Linked DNA regions of Sus scrofa: region 2 is linked to region 1. The links are chromatin contacts, called in public Hi-C maps. All regions are on one chromosome and are shown on one strand. Each heading gives the region's core, a stretch centred on a gene start, on an enhancer-like site or on the middle of the called end of the contact. The rest is flanking DNA. Distances are from core to core; before and after follow the strand shown.

Region 1 (2,700 bases), core at 50-2,549:
GAACTGTGTGCTCCCTGTGCGAGCTGGGATGAGCACCGCAGAGCAGCTGGCTCTCTGGCCTGTACCCTCCACATGACCCCTCCCCCCACCCCCAACCTCCAGGAAGCTCAGAGTCTATTTTCAGGAGTGCGAAGGGCCAGGGCCTTGACCTGCCACATTCATCGTCTCATTTCTCCAAGGGATCATAGCTTGTTCCATAACCGTTCCCTCAACATAAACAAGCCCCCTTCTCAGGATGTGGTGACAGACTGGCTGGTGCTCTCCATGCCCTCTGATAGCAGCAGCACAGGGGGTGGGAGGTGGGGCTTGGAGGGTGGGGATAAAAGCACCCACTTATCCCTTCAGTGCTTCCTACATGCTGAACACAACAGCAGAATCTAAGAGTGGGTTGTTATCACCCCCATGTCATGGATGCAGAGACTGAGGTACAGAAAGGTGCAGTAACTCATTTGGGGTCACGTAGCAGGATGTGCCCCAGATGGACTGGAACCCTGGCCTGTCTGGCAGCCAAGTTGTGGCCCTTGGCCATCCTTTCCTGTGTTCCAGGCTCGGTGGGATCAGCTATGCTCCTCTTCCAGGCCAGTCTGCCCATCTATAAGATGAGCAGGCCCTCTGCCTGACAAGTGTCCGCCTTCTGGCTTTTGGTGGGCAGTGATTATGGGCAGTGCTAGGGAAGCAGGCAGGTGGTGTGGCCTACTTTGCCTCCTGCTAGGGCTGCTCTTGCAAGAGGGCAGACAGCACGGAGGCTGGCTAGAGGTGCCCCAAGATGCCTCTCCTAAGCCAAGCTAGCACTGGTGTTGCCAGGGGAACAGTCAGTTGTGGTGACACCACCAGCAGGGTATGTGTTCTGCTGGGGACAGACACTCTGGGGTTATGACTCAGTTTTGAAGCCCCCTCACTGGTGCACTCCATGGCTCAATCTTTGAGTCAGCCCGAACCTAAACCAGGGTGTGTCCTTACCCCGGAGAGCCCGAGAGTAGGGATGAGTCACTGCAGCCCATTCCCATGACAGGAGTGTCCCTCAGTACCGCTGACCGCCTTTCCGGTCTCGCAGAGGGCAAGGCCTTTCTCTGTCTTCTGCTTCCCCTTCTTCAGGGCTATGGCTCCAGAGACCATGAAACTGTCTGGAGCCAGCTGGGTGTCAGAGGCCTGGGAGCCTTCCAGCTGAACAGGAGCAGGAGGGGGCGGGGAGCTGGGGGCCAAGGGAGGCTGGAGTTGCCCTGCCTTCCCTGGGAGGAGCCCTAGTAAGGAGTTGGCTGCTTGTACTCACCCAGGCCTGTGTGGGGAGCTGCAGGGACATGGATGAAGCCAAGGGAAGGGGAAAGATGCGGAGCTGATGTGGTATTGGCATCAGGAAGAGCGGGTCTGGGGGGTGGAGTCAGAGTTTTCCCTAAGGTCTCTCACCACGCCTCTGGGGGCGGTGTGCACCCTCCCAACCCTCCCCTCCCCATTCTTATTTCTTTGTCATCTTTGTAACATCTCCTCCAGGAGAAAGAGACCAGCTGTCATTATTCTGAGAGCTAGAAGGTGTTGGGTCCCCTCTCTAGAGCTGCGCAGAGGCATGGCCACCTGAGTGCCTCAGCAGTGGTCACCTGGGCATGGCCTTCCTCACCCCCTGCTGAGTGTAGGTGGCCCCTGTCCTCTAGCCCTGCACAGGCTCTGCAGGCATCACTGCAGCACAACTGGCCAGTTGGGGGCACAGACTCTGTGGCTGAGATGGAGCCTCTTCATGAGGAGGAACCATCAAAGAGACATTTTTGAGATTAGAATAAAACACTTGTGTTTTCTAAAAATGTTCAAGTCTTATAATGAAGATGTCTTATTTTTACACTGTCATAGAAGAAATAAAACCAGGGTAACATATCATCAATTATGTAGCTGATTTTGGGAGAAAAATCCTTTTTTCTTCTATGAAGTTAGAGGATAATAGAAGCTGGACCCTCTGAGTATGCATTCAGGGGGCTTACAGGGTGCCTGTGTGGCCTCTCCTCTGCCCCCTGTAGGGAGGCTATGGGGCAGAATGCTGGGGTCTGGTACCTGCCTGGGGTAGAGGTAGTTCTGATCCTGACATTTACTGTGTAACCTCCGGGAGAGGGAGGTGGTCATAGCACTTTCTGGGCCGCTTTCCCTGCCTGTAAAGCAGGTGCTGAGAGTCTCAGACCTGCCTGCCCTTCCCCTTGTCGCCATTTGTGAGGAAACTGCATGCCCATTTCACAGACGGGGAGCTGGGGCTTAGGGAGGTTAGGGGACCAGCCCAACGTCACCATACACTTTGCAGAAGGGGCATTGCTCAAAAGGATGCACAAAGGAGTTGAAGGTGTAAAGGTGTCTGCCACGTGGGAGAGTGGGGGTGTCCCCCCTCCTCGGTCTGCCAAAGCTGGCTCAGGTCTCTAGCTCTCAGCCTTGCTTCCCATGCCCCAGGGTCCCGCCCAAGAGATCAGCCATGGTCTCCCCATACTGGAGGGTCTGCTCCTCCTCACTAAGCCTTTCACAGCAAAACAGGATCCATAGATTCTTGATTCTTTGTCCACTTTAGCAAAGCCCAGCCCTGCCCCTCTCAGGATCTGAGACCTGCTGGATTGGAGGGAGTCTGTGTCCCTGGGTCCAAGAGGCTGCACCTGAGTTTCCCCAAATTCTAGAAAACAGGAAGATGAAGCACGTGAGGCCACCTCAGGGCAAGACCCAGGAGAATGCTGAAGC
Region 2 (2,700 bases), core at 160-2,659, 520 kb after region 1:
CCAAGCCCAGCTAACAGCTAAATCCATGCCCCACTGCCCCCAGAGGTCACAGCATGTTTGGGAATTCCTAGGGTACCTCTACAGAGCAGGTCGCCGTGGTGGCGACCTCAGATGACTGAGACCTGTGGCTCAGCTGCCACAAAGGGCCACACCCAGTTCCAACAAACCACAATCTAGAAGACGGTCAGGCTGGCACGCGAAAATTGAGGTTTTAATGAGTTTTTTCATCATAAAAAAATAAAGATTTAAACATTAATAACTTTTGCCATAAATCAGAAAATATTCATCAGTTTTATACAACATAGGTGACTTCACTGTTTGTCAAAACCATTCACCCATGTAGAGATAGCACTTGTAAAGAAGAATTTGTCCAGAACCTCAGGATCCCTTTGTAACCTAGCCCAGAAAGAAGACCCATGCTTAGTTCTCAGCCAGCACACTTGACTGATCCACAGTGCCAGCCCAAAGCTCCTCTCCCTGCTGGTCCATGGGTGGGCTTAGGGCCCATGGCATTATGCTTTTGGGCCTGACTGTCTGGCACCCAGCCCACCTAGAACTGCCACTTACCCATATGCCCAGCAAGCCCTCCCAGCACCAAGGGAATGAGATAAGCATGGTGTGAGTGTGTATGAGTGTTTTTATTGTACTAGCTATCTTTTCTTTTCATGAGCACAGAGTACAGAGCAGAGTTATGCTCTATCTGACTGAGCCTACCAGTGGGACATGTGAGCATTAATGGTCTGCTTTTTCTTCCCACACTACAGTACTGTTAAGAAAAGCAGGTTTAAAGCTTAGTATGGCCAAGAGATTGTAATGTAAAACCTGCCTGATTATTATAGATGAGCAGGAAAGGAAGGACTGGGAGGCTCCAAGCTCATCCTCAGAGGGGTATTTATCAGATTCATTCTCTTGGCCTCATACAAAAAGTCCAGCTTTTCCGTTTCTGTTCCTCCATACCTGATAGAAGGAATGGATTGGGCTAAACAGTTTTCTTGAAAGCATTCAGGGTTTTGATGGGGGGGGGGTGTTGTTTTTTGGGTTTTGGTTTTTTTTGGTTTTTTTGTTTTTAATGGCACAAGAAAAACAAAACCTGACCGATGCAGGGAAAGTGCTCCTGTAGGGTTCTTGGGGCCAGGAAGAAAGCTACCTTAGCAGCAAGAGGAGGGCAGAAAAGAAGAAGAGTGCAAGGGAGGGGCAGATAGTGAGTCCTAGACCTCAGCACTTCCAGCATACCCTGCCTCACCACCACTTTTCTTCCACATACTCCTAGCCTCTCTGTTACCTGCCTTATACAGACAGCCCAATCTCCTTTTTCCCATGTTTCTTTCCTGAGTATCCAGAAGGACTGAATCAGAAGTTCAACTCATGGTCATAGCCAAACCCTGAGTCATTCTCTCCAGTGGTGAAGTGGTTAACCTAGGAATCTGCTCCATGATAAATTGGACTGTGGTCACAGAGGGTCAGCTCTCCCAGGCCAGACAAAGAGAGAGGGACTCTCCGAAGGGTGTGGCATAGTAGGGATTGAAAAAATAAGAGAAGGTGTGAAGACGGGAGCGTAGGGCGTAGACAGGAAGGGAAGCTGGACAGAGGCCTCTGACTCCTATTTATCTGGCATACAAACCATCAGAACTGAACTAACCTTGTCTGTGAGGGTGGGCTCAGGCTCCACTGCCTGATGGTTACTATTGGTCACACTCCTTTAAAGGAATGATGAGTCTGTTGCTTCTAATATGTTGTGTGTAAACAAAAGTACAAAGACTGCCAGTCTGGAGTCCCAAGCTTTTGCCTTCCTTTCCAGTTTGATTAGAGTGAGCCAAGTCATTTCAGATTTTGTACCATCCCTGTTGAGGGGGCAACAAGGATGGATAAACACACATCTGCCCAAGCTGGTAGAAGTGATTGGATTTCAGACACTGGTAAAGCATTTTAGAGCTAGTTTTGCCTCCTGCCACAAGGAAGGAAACCAAGAGAAGAAATGTGGATGGGGATGCATTGCACCTGTAGCACATTCCCTATCTGTGTTCAGAGGTAGCTCTCAAAGCACCCAGACCCACCAGTAATCCAGCACAACCCTCAAAGCTGACAGAGTATTTTAAATCTCTTGGTCCTTGCTCTTGGGGACTGGGGGTGGGCTTGGAGCAGCAGAGCTACAAAAGCAGGGCAGAGATGCCAGCAAGGCAGATAAGCATTGATCCTAATAGGAGAGTGGAACTGCTTTACTCTCCTAATAGGAAAGTGGGAACTGCCGTCTGCAGGCATAGCGCCTTTAGCTCCACATGGGGCCCTCATTACCTAGATGAGCATTTCCCCAGGGGGCACGCCTGGAAGACTGGCCAGCAGTCTGCACATAGAGCATTGCTGCGCCAGCACCCCCAGAACTGCCTGCCAGGCCTCCTGTTGTGGGCCCTTCACTGAAACCTGCCCAAACAGCACTTAGAGCCAGAGAGGACAGGCATGTTGTGTACTTAGAATCTGTGATATGGGGGTACAAGAGACTCTCTAGCTCACTGAGGCAGAGGCATTGTATTGGAGCAAGGAGTCAGGGTCTATTTAAAATTCTCTTTGGTTTGTCTTGGTATTTTTAATTGATCCTACAGTTCAACCCATATGGCATTATTTTTTCTCCATCTTTCTTTTCTTTCTTTCTTTCTCTTTCTTTTTTGGGTGAAGGAGGGGAAAATAGCTTTATTGCTTTACCAG

What was found. A called contact is a pair of places that touch in the nucleus more often than the background predicts.
Region 2: a contact with region 1 is called in a Hi-C map of embryonic fibroblasts, with 5 times the contacts expected there. The contact joins two enhancer-like sites. A contact is called at or near these places in 2 of 5 promoter capture datasets (both in liver), 4 of 47 Hi-C or Micro-C datasets (embryonic fibroblasts and subcutaneous adipose tissue) and 1 of 2 datasets of contacts at active chromatin or transcription factors (alveolar macrophages).

The regions. Positions count from the first base shown.
Region 1 is chr13:33,105,137-33,107,836 of Sscrofa11.1, forward strand. All of the region lies in intron 2 of MAPKAPK3 (mitogen-activated protein kinase-activated protein kinase 3), which reads left to right. Among named protein-coding and RNA genes, the nearest start is that of MAPKAPK3, 9.1 kb to the left of the region's middle. Within about 2 kb of position 1,300, at least 41 of the 83 cell types and tissues checked have an H3K27ac peak or open chromatin away from gene starts, as enhancers often do. A contact at or near this core is called in embryonic fibroblasts, where this site is marked.
Region 2 is chr13:33,621,127-33,623,826 of Sscrofa11.1, forward strand. The region is part of intron 39 of DOCK3 (dedicator of cytokinesis protein 3); the gene reads left to right. Among named protein-coding and RNA genes, the nearest start is that of MANF, 36 kb to the right of the region's middle. Within about 2 kb of position 1,410, at least 8 of the 83 cell types and tissues checked have an H3K27ac peak or open chromatin away from gene starts, as enhancers often do. A contact at or near this core is called in embryonic fibroblasts, where this site is marked.